Regions from separate parts of the Mus musculus genome. Here regions 1 and 3 are each linked to region 2. Evidence: chromatin contacts called from public Hi-C data. All regions are on one chromosome and are shown on one strand. Each heading gives the region's core, a stretch centred on a gene start, on an enhancer-like site or on the middle of the called end of the contact. The rest is flanking DNA. Distances are from core to core; before and after follow the strand shown. Region 1 has its middle 65 kb from the start of Gm36819. Region 2 has its middle 44 kb from the start of 9930014A18Rik. Region 3 has its middle 41 kb from the start of Gm36819.

The links. A called contact is a pair of places that touch in the nucleus more often than the background predicts.
Region 1: a contact with region 2 is called in a Hi-C map of bone marrow-derived macrophages, with 10 read pairs. The contact joins two enhancer-like sites.
Region 3: a Hi-C map of bone marrow-derived macrophages shows a contact between it and region 2, with 11 read pairs. The contact joins two enhancer-like sites.

Annotation. Positions count from the first base shown.
Region 1 is chr15:59,886,332-59,889,728 of GRCm38.p6, reverse strand. No RefSeq gene overlaps it. Among named protein-coding and RNA genes, the nearest start is that of Gm36819, 65 kb to the right of the region's middle. Within about 2 kb of position 1,693, at least 38 of the 459 cell types and tissues checked have an H3K27ac peak or open chromatin away from gene starts, as enhancers often do. A contact at or near this core is called in bone marrow-derived macrophages, where this site is marked.
Region 2 is chr15:60,777,443-60,780,993 of GRCm38.p6, reverse strand. No RefSeq gene overlaps it. Among named protein-coding and RNA genes, the nearest start is that of 9930014A18Rik, 44 kb to the left of the region's middle. Within about 2 kb of position 1,648, at least 70 of the 459 cell types and tissues checked have an H3K27ac peak or open chromatin away from gene starts, as enhancers often do. A contact at or near this core is called in bone marrow-derived macrophages, where this site is marked.
Region 3 is chr15:59,862,895-59,866,529 of GRCm38.p6, reverse strand. No RefSeq gene overlaps it. Among named protein-coding and RNA genes, the nearest start is that of Gm36819, 41 kb to the right of the region's middle. Within about 2 kb of position 1,664, at least 47 of the 459 cell types and tissues checked have an H3K27ac peak or open chromatin away from gene starts, as enhancers often do. A contact at or near this core is called in bone marrow-derived macrophages, where this site is marked.

The DNA of each region.
Region 1 (3,397 bases), core at 444-2,943, 890 kb after region 2:
TTAAAAACAAAACAGCTATTATTATACTATGAATGTCCTCCCATAGGGCCATGCATTTGAATGCTTTGTCCCCATCTAATGACATAATAATGGGGGTGTGTAGCTTTTAGACCATAAGGCACAACTGGAGAAAGGGCATAGAGCCCAACTGGCCGGCTTAGGGCCTTAGAGGTAGGCCTTATGGGTTGTAGGCCACTCCACTTCGGTCCTGGCGCTTTGCTTCCTGATTGATGCCATGTGAGGTGTCTTTACCTTTTAGCAATAGGTAAGTTCCTATCACCATGGCTGCAGGTGACCCTACCTGTGTCCCTTCTGTGCCATAATGGAAGACATCCCCTGATCCATGAGACAAAATACATCTCTCCTCTCTCAAATGGCTTCTATAAAGTATTTGTGACAGCAACATAAGAATAATTAATATGGGCCATGGTTGGGCTCACAGGCTTTCATAGTCTACTGGCAACTGTTCTAGATCATCAGCGTGAGCTAACATCAGAAAAAGAGAGGGGCCAGCAAGAAGGCTGAATGAAAGTGCTTGCTGCCAAGCCTGACAAACTGAATTACATTCCTGGGACCAACACAGTGGATAAAGAGAACTGACTCTGGCACATCCTCTGATCATGTGAATGATCATTGATGATTCATTGGCCTGTGAATGCACACAAGAAAGAGAAAGAAATGTAAGACGGAAAGAAGGAAGGAAGGAAGGAAGGAAGGAAGGAAGGAAGGAAGGAAGGAAAGAAGGAAAGAAGGAAGGAAAGAAGGAAGGAAGGAAAGAAGGAGGGAAGGAAGGAAAGAAGATAGGAAAGAAGGAAGGAAGGAAGGAAGGAAGGAAGGAAGGAAGGAAGGGAAGGAAAAATTCCTTCTAAAGAGAAAGCCAAATAATGAATGAATGACCAAGCACTTTCAAGCACAATAAAACTCATGAAGAAAGAAAGAAAGAAAGAAAGAAAGAAAGAAAGAAAGAAAGAAAGAAAGAAAGAAGGAAGGAAGGAAGGAAAGAGAGAGAAAGAAGGAAAGAGAGAAAGAAAGAAAATGAAATCATATTCTGTGATCTTTGCCATGTTTGTAAAGATCAAAGGATAAATCAAAATGGAAATTAGAAAATATTTTGAACTAAATGATTATAAAGACACAAATTCACCTAACATGATATTTAGACAGAAATTACAGCCTTTAATATTATATTAGAAAAAGAAGAACGATTGAAAGTTAATGAGCTCAACTTGCAATCACTTCGGGAAAGGACAAAATAAATCCAAAGAACACAGAGGGAAATATATAATAAAGATGAGAGGATGCTACTAAATTGGAAGCCAAACACAAAACAGGATAAAGGAAAGCCAAAAGCTGATTATTTGAAAAGAGCAATAAAACAGACCCAGCAGGAGCCCAGGGAGACCCACACTGCAAGCAGGCAGGATAGCAGGAACCAGGACTTTACACATAACAAATGCTGGGAATGACACTGCAGAGATTAGAGAGGAAGCTAAGTTTCTGTTAACTATGGCAAAGGGCTGGGGGTTTACTCTGCCGGTCTCTGCCCTATTTTGTGCTTCATTTTCAGAATACGCTTTTCACACCTGACTCTGGGTCCTCCACTGAACTCACACACACTCCAGACTGACAGATCATCTCATCCCAGTGTCATGGGGGAAAGCAAACCTTTAAGGGAGCGATCCCTGGTGTGACTCACATCCGCAGATTCACTTCCCCAATCTGCCTTGCACCCATTTTGTTGCAAACCCTACTCCCTACAGCCATGGTTAGCTGCCTCTTCCTGGCCTTGCTTTTTGGAACAACTGTTTTCTCTGCTTCTTCTTTTCCCAGGCTTCTCCCTGCAGGTCTTTTCTGTCCCACCAGCAACCTCATTAACATACACAGGAACCTGTGCCACCGCCTTTTAACCCAGCTCCCAGTCCTTCTGTCATTTCCCCTCAGATCTCCAAGGCAACCACAGACAATTTAACTTCCTTTTTAAAAATTAAAGAGACCAAAAAAAAAAATCATTCTACATTCCAAAAACATCTACAGCTCCCTCCCATCTGTCAGCATAAGACTCAAGCTAATGCCATCCAGAGTTTAGCTTCCCACTTAACCCCTGACCCCATCCCTGCTCCTGTCTATTTCCTCCCCAGGACATGGCCTTCATGTGGACATGCTCACTGCAACTCTCCTCCTCCTCTCTCACTAAGGACTTCTATTCACTCAACTCCTCTCTCAGACGCTCCTGAACTTCCTGTTCCACAAAGGATCAGGGCTTCTCTTGGGAGCACTTTATGAGTGACTTCTTCGAGTAATAAGTCTTTCTTTCATCAAATAACTGATAGGTATTTGTACCTGAAGACCTTTATTAGAACAGAGTCACAAGCTGATCTAGACAGATATAAAATATAATAAACAATTAATATATCATATGTATTAATATAATTAATTGGTTTGTAATATACTGTATATGTAAGTATATATGCTATTAATATAGATAGTAGCTGTCTTGGTCAGGGTTTCTATTCCTGCACAAAACATCATGGCCAAGAAGCAAGTTGGGGAGGAAAGGGTTTATTCAGCTTACACTTCCACATTGCTGTTCAGCACCAAAGGTAGTCAGGACAGGAACTGACACGGGGTAGGAACTTGGAGGCAGGAATGGATGCAGAAGTCATGGAGGGGTGCTGCTTACTGACTTGCTTCCCCTGGCTTGCTCAGCTTGCTCTTTTATAGAACCCAGGACTATCAGCCCAGAGATGGCATCACCCACAATGGGCCCTTCCACCTTGATCACTAATTGAGAAAATGCTTTACAGCTGGATCTCATGGAGGCATTTTCTCAAGGGAGGTTCCTTTCTCTGTGAGAACTCCAACTTGTGTCAAGTTGACACAAAACCAGCCAATACAGTAACCAAGAACCAGTAACAGTTCAAATGAATGGAGCAGGCAGATATATTGTGGCCTATGGAATAAATCACTGTAACAGTGAGACTAGGCAAGCTACCATAACTCTGTGTGTGTGTGTGTGTGTGTGTGTGTGTGTGTGTGTGTGTGTGTGTGTGTGTAAGAGAGAGAGACAGAGACAGAGACAGAGAGACAGAGACAGGAACAGAGATATAGAGACAGACAGAGACAGAGAGACAGAAAGACTCCATCCACACAAAGTTAGAAGCTAGCCTTCATGTCTGGAGGTTATTACTATAGTTTCCACAAGTAAAACAAGAAGAAAATTTGGTGGTCTGACTAAGGTATTATCAAATCTGGGAAACTGATAATTCCACTTCCTAGTCCTGATGGCAAGGCTTATTCCCTTGGGAAATATTCATGAGTGTGTTCACACTTACAGGTCATGCACTTTGCTGGAAAAAAAAAAAGAGAGTGCAGGAAACACCTACTAAGTGCTAGGCCC
Region 2 (3,551 bases), core at 399-2,898:
CACTGAGTCACATGCACTTGAACCCAGAGCCTCAAGTGCTGTCTTGTAGGTACTTCCTAAGACAGAAAGCAAAAAACTTCTGTTGTATCCTTCCTCTATGCCAAAGGAGAATCAAGACCTTCTTTTTATCAGTATTTGAAGGGACATTCAGTCTTACTTTCTTTTTCATTGCTGTTATACAATTACCCATCCAAAGCAACACAAGGAAGAAGGGGTGTATTTTGTCTCACAGTTTGAGGTTGTGCTACGTTGTAGAAGTCACAGTGGCAGGAGCATGAGACCCCTGTTCACATTGTGCTCACAGCCAGGAAGCATAGAGCAGAGAATGAATGACTTCTGATGCTTGGCTTGCTTTCTCTACTTCAATCCAGGACTCAAAGAAACAGTCCTATCACAATTTTTGAACCCAACTGGTTTTTTTGTTTTGTTTTGTTTTGTTTTGTTTGTTTGTTTTTGTTGTTGTTTTGGTTTTGGGTTTTGTTTTGTTTTGTTTGTTTTTGTTTTTGTTTTTGTTTTTGTTTTTTTTGAGACAGGGCTTCTCTGTATAGCCCTGGCTGTCCTGGAACTCACTCTGTAGACCAGGCTGGTCTCGAACTCAGAGATCCTCCTGCCTCTGCCTCCCAAGTGCTGGGATTAAAGGCGTAAACCACCACACCCGACTTTAACCCAACTGTTAAACCAGCTCTCTGAGGCTACCCCAGGGCCCCATCTCTCAAGATCTGTCAGAGCCAGTCAAGGTGGCTACTAACACGATCACATTTACGTTTCAAGTTTAGCTCTCTCGAATGCATTGACAAATATAGAACATATCCGTAAAGTATCTGTGGATACATCACATAGATATTACAAAACGAAGATGAATCTGTGTGTGCCTTTGCTATTTAGAATGAAGAAGAACTTTGTGAACTTGGCAGACAACACATGTGACTGCCCCCTCCTAGATTTGCAACAGATCTGTTAAGTGTCCCAAATCTAAATTTTCTTTCTGTAGCCAAAGGGTCAGACAACATAGTGCTGCTCAGATGAAATAAAAGTGTAAATGTGTATCAGGACTTTAAGAGCAAATCATTATTGTGAAACCCTCATGTGACACAAGCACACTGTTTTCATCAGGCTATGAGTCACTTCCTATTTCAGATCCAACTCTACAAGCTAATCCTTTAGCTTATTCAAACACCAAAGACCAAAACCTACTCTACCTTATTTTTGTCTTCCAAGCACCTTGAAATCAGTAACAATGCACAAAACAAACTTCCTTGTTGGCTGCTAGCTGAGTTCTGTTTGGAGAGTGTACTGGCTGGTATTGTGTGTCAACTTGACACAGGCTGGAGTTACCACAGAGAAAGGAGCTTCAGTTGAGGAAATGCCTCCATGAGATCCAGCTGTAAAGTGTTTTCTCAATTAGTGATCAAGGGCGGAGGGCCCATTGTGGGTGGTTCCATTCCTGGGCTGGTAATCTTGGGTTCTATAAGAAAGCAATCTGAGCAAACCAGGGGAAGCAAGCCAGTAAGTAACATCCCTCCATGGTCTCTACATCAGGTCCTGCTTCCTGACCTGCTTGAGTTGTGCCCCAAGTCCACAGGAAACCCAGATGAGACCAAGAATTTTGAAGTCCGCTGCAACTTGCAAAAGAGTCTTTTATTGTTTGAAATTCAAACTCAGATTGTCTGCCTCACACTCAACACGAGAATGACTCACCACGAGAATGCTGGCAAGCAACCCTGAGTCCAGAAAACATTGGGTTTATATACAGTATAGTTAGGAATAGTGTGAATGCTCACAGAAAAGGGTAGTAGAGGGCTATAATCATTTGGTGGAATAGTACTGAGGCAGGAGGTAGGGTTAATGAGTGTCTGTTCGGGGACTAATTTTATGGCCAGTTGTAACTGTCTGTGACCTGACCTCTGATCTACCTTGAGTTTGTTATTTCTCTAAGGTCTCAAGGACAGGCACCTGGAGAGTTCTGCTGCTTATCAGGAGGAGGGTTGGTTTTTGGAGACTCATATGAGGGAGGATGTCGTATGCTATCTCCTCAGAATGTTCTCATTAAGGGTAGTGCCATTCTAATGCTAGGGGAAAGAGAGGGAGCCTAGGCTTGCTGCAGGAGGACACAGCACAGAAACCAGCTGTCTGCTTAGTGTGCTTGCTGCAGGCTGAAGTGAGGATGGGAGCTTCTATTGGGGGTGGGGGAGTGAGGGGTTGGGGGAGTGAGGGGAAACTGTCTGTAAACAACACTGAAGTCTCTCTAGTATCAGTAATTCAGGTGTTACAACAGGGTTCCAGTCCTGACTTCCTTTGGTGATGAACAGCAACATGGAAATGTAAGCTGAATAAACCCTTTCCTCCCCAACTTGCTTCTTGGTCATGATGTTTATGCAGGAATAGAAACCCTGACTAAGACAGAGAGGAAGGTCAATGGTAGCTGACCTAGAAGGGAATGTAGATTATGGTTCTATTGACACAGGAAACCAATAAACATTGTCTGGGGTCCTTGGAGTCTTCTAACTGCCACAAACTGGGTCTGTTCATCCTAAAAGACAGAATGTGGATAGCACATGTGGGAAGTGGAATGGACTTGCATTTGTTAAAACTGGCTATGGATATATGGTGTATGAAATTTTATAAAAGTATAAAATATTTTAAAACAAAAATAAAAAAACATAGAAATACTACATACTGTGAAATAAGCTATGTTTGGTAGAATGCATATTATGGTATCATTTGCTCAAATTCATACCTGCACACTCTATATATTCATATGTATATTTACATAATATTTGTAAATTTACTTCACATTTATATGCATTCTACACATGTGATTCTAAAAGAATTTTATCAGCTTACATGGTACCTTCCCAAGTTAGATTCATAACCTCAGACCTTTGATAAGTTCAAGACTAGTTTTAAATGTGTGGCTAGCATAGACTATCTTTTCCTGTAGGGTATGGTCTTAGTTAGGATTTTACTGCCTGTACTCCCAGCCTCTGGGAGGCTGAGACAGGAGGATCAGGGGTTTAAGATCATTTTTATCTAATTATCAAATTGGAAGGTGGTTGGTGTTATATGAGACCCTAATTCAAAAACAACAAGGAAACAAAATAAACACAAATAAAAAGCCAAAAGCTAAAAACAAACAAACAAACAAAAACAAAAAACAAAACATTTCACTTGCCCTTCTATTCAAAGACTAAAAAAGAGTATGTGGTCCTTGGGCCTTAGAGCCTTAAAGACCTACATGAAGAAACTATCCGTCTCACATGGGCCTCAAACAATTGTAAAGTGATCAGCTCTGGGTGTAAATCTGAGAGAAAACACCCAACTTCTCTCTATTTCTCTTGATAGCTTTTCTACATGTCAAGTGGCAATGAGTCCACTGAACCCACAGGCTGCTCCCTCCCTGCAGAGGACTAGAGAGAAAGGTGGAGGACCACTGCCCTGAGCACAGCAGCCCTCAGATGACGGGAGCATCTCTCACTAAGTATTTATATGGTGATCTATACGGTGATCTAAGATTTTTTGAATGAGATGCCAAGATACTATAAAATGATAAT
Region 3 (3,635 bases), core at 415-2,914, 910 kb after region 2:
TCCGCTCCCGCCCACCCAACTCCACTCTACCCCACTAGCCCCACCCCCACCCCACCCCCGATCCAGCGCTTTTCCCAACTGCCCTACAGGTCGGCTTTCTCCCAATCAAGGACACAGCCCATATCTTTTTTTATTTGTTCCCCCAAAGCCAGGAGCCTGGCTGGAACTTTTCAAAATAATCTAGGTTATTTAAAGGATGGTGAGGGTTCTGGGCGGGGACTTCAGTCATCTAAATTTAGCCTAGAAAATGCCCACAGTGGTACATGATGATTAAACACATTGTGCAAAAATAAAAGAAGAAGATCTGGCAAGGCAAGAGTGACATATCAAAAATCTAAGTACTTAAAAGATGCAGTCGCTCGATGTGTGCTTTCTCCACCACACCAGAGATCACTAGTGTGAACACCATAGGCCATCTGGGCCAGAATGGCTGAGAGGACCTTAAAACACCTCCCTCACAGCTGTGGTTATGATTGGTACAACACCGTGTGAAGAAAGAAAGCGTCTTGTGGCCATCGCACTAGCACAAGCTCTGACACGTTAAGAGCAATGGCACCTTCAACAAGTCACATAGGCTCTCTGGACCTCAGTTTCCTCATCTGAAAACTTGGCCTCCCTGTTTTAGTGCACACCCATATGATGAGGTGATTAAGGTTGTGGGGCGTCAACAAAGGCACCTAGAAAGTGCAAACGTCTCCATCCTTAGATGATTTGTTCCCCCCCCCCCAAAAAAATCACACAGAAAGGTGAAGGGCATCTGTCAGCGTCACTGAAGGAAAAGTTCTGAATTCTGAAAAATTTAGATCAGTAGTTCTCAACCTATGGGTGGCAAGCCCTGTGGGGACCGAACATCCCTTTCACAGGGGTCGCACACCAGATATCCTGCACATTACAAGTCATAACAGTAGAAAATTACAGCTACAAAGTAGCGACACAAATAATGTTGTGGTTGGGATCAGCACAACATGAGGAGCTGAATTGACGGTCACAGCACTAGGAAGGGTGAGAACCACTGCTCTAGATGGACAGAAGGCAGTCAAATGAGTCTCCTGAGTTTCTATGCTGGGTTTTTACATCACTGTTGCTCCTCAGAAACCATCACCAAGAGCTGCTGTTAGAACTGTCAACTGCTGGGAGTCTGACATCAAGGATGCTCGGGTGACTGAGGAGATGAATAACTTGATCTTGCTCAAGCAGCTAAGCTCCGGGAAGGGAACTATGGTTGCTTATAATGGCCACCAGGGGGAGACAAATAGGGCTACGCGGGGGGAAAAAAGAGTTCTTAACTGCGGTGGTCCGCACTATCCACACGTTTTCTCTCAAGTTATTTCCTTTCTTATAAATGTCTGCCTCTAGCCCTTTACCAATTGTCAGATTCTCAGATGCCTTCTCAGTGTAAGCAGCGCAACCCCCAAGGATGAGAGAGCTAAGAGCACAAACACTGCACTGCTGACCTGAGATTAGCTTTGGCTGGTACCGGCTAACTACCTCCCCTGATTTCCACCCTGTTTGCCAGCACGCCCCTCCAGTCTATGACTTCCAGTTAGACTTCCAAGCGTACAATCTCCCTCTACTGCTTGCACAATGGCAGAAGCTTCTAGACGCTCCCCAAGCCTGTTTCCTCTTTTCCCCAAGCACGCGAGACCACATCTCTGGATCTCCCTTGCAGTTAGTTCAGTAGGATGCTGACCGATGGGTGCTGTCACAGCCTCTGACCTATTGCCACACTCTCTCTTCCCCTTCCACGATGACTTCAACAGCTCCTTAGTTAACGACGTTCACAAAATGGAAGGGTCCTCAAGTCGCTGTTTGTTGAGAAGACACGCTCCCCATAACAACACGATTCGCATCAAAGCTTAAGTAACTGTTCAGCCACCGAGAATGAAGGGATGTTAGCAACGGAATGTAGAGTTTACCACTTAGTCTCACCAGCCATAGCCCCTGGCTTACCCAATTCTCATCATGTGACAAGCACTGCTACTAACACAGCTATTACTGGTACAGTCGCTGTTCAATGGTATTTTAGTAATAGTGTTACCTGGTAAAGACCCAAGGACCACTCACCCGGCATGACCAAAATTTGAATTGGGAGTCTGTATTGAGCAGGCTGGGGACGGCCTGAAGAGAAACGCTTCCCAAAAGGCAGCCCTGAAAGCGCATTGCAGGGAGCTTTCAAAATTAAAGAACACAGAAAAACTATATCCTGGTTTGCCAGCAGGGAAGCAAGTTTAACAAGCAGTTTACCAAGAGTCAAGAGCATGCCGTTAGCTAGGGCATTTCAACCCCGAGTTTCTAAAACAAGGTTGGGTGCTTTCCCACGGGACTTCTAATAGCAGGGGGTGAGGGAGCCAAAGATGGCTTCAGCTGGGACAAGATGGAGAAGCTTTCTCACCTTCACAATAGAACGACATTATAAAGGCATCAATAATTAGTTCTTGACCCTGTGAAGCACCTACCTTGTTAATCCATTGGGATCCATGGATTTTCCAGGGTCATTTCTGTGAATACTCAAGTCTTTTTATTTTTATTAATTATTCTATTTGTCTGCATTTCAAATGATATCCCACTTCCCAGCTACCCCTCCACAAATGCCCCTCCCACATCCACCCTCTCCTGCCTCTCCTTTGCCTCTATGAGGGTGCTCCTCACCTACTCTTGCCCGACCACTCCAGCATTCCCCTATGCTGGAACATCAAACTTCCACAGGCCCAAGGGCCTCCCCGCCCATTGATGTCAGACAAGGCCATCCTCTGTTACATATGTATCTGGAGTCATGGATCCCTCCCTGTACACTCCTTGGCTGGTGGTCTAGTCCCTGGGATTACTGGGTGGTCCAGCCAGCCAACACTCTTCTTCCTATGGGGTTGCAATCCCTCTCCACCCCTCCAGTCCTTCCACCAGCAAACTCACTGGGACAGCTCAGTGGTTGGCTCAGTCTGATGGTTGGTTCCAAGCATCCACTTCTGCATTGGCCAGTTCTTGGCTGAACCTCCCAGGGAACAGCCACACCAGGCTCCTGTCAAACAAGTGCCTCTTGGCACCAGCAACAGTGTCTTGAGCTTGGTGTCTGCAGACAGGATGGATCCCCTCATGGGGTAGTCCCCAGATGGCCCTTTCTTCAGTGTCTGTTCCATTTTTGGCTTTTTGGTTTTTTGGGTTTTTTTGGTTTTTTGGTTTGGTTTGGGTTGGGTTGGGGTTTTTTTGTTTGTTTGTTTGGTTTGTTTTGTTTGTTTTGTTTTTTTGTTTTGTTTTGGTTTTTTTTGGCCCTGTCTTTCCTTTGGACAGGAACATTTCTGGGTTAAAAACTTTGAGATGGGTGGGTGGCCCCGTCCCTTGACTGGGTGTCATGCCTATCCACTGGAGATGTCCTCTACAGGTTCCATCTCCCCTTCACTGAACGAATTTTGGCTAAATGCTAAGTCTTTATATAATGATAATACATTTGCATATGACCTGTGCACATTCTCCTGTGACCCTTAAGTCACTTCTGGATTGTTCATCACACCTAACTCACTGTCACAATGACACTTTCACAGTTTTGAAAAAATTGACATTCATTACAGATGCAATTTTTCCTGGATTTTTTTTGTTTGTTTGTACTATCTGAGCATTTTGAATTCACAGAAGCCATGGAT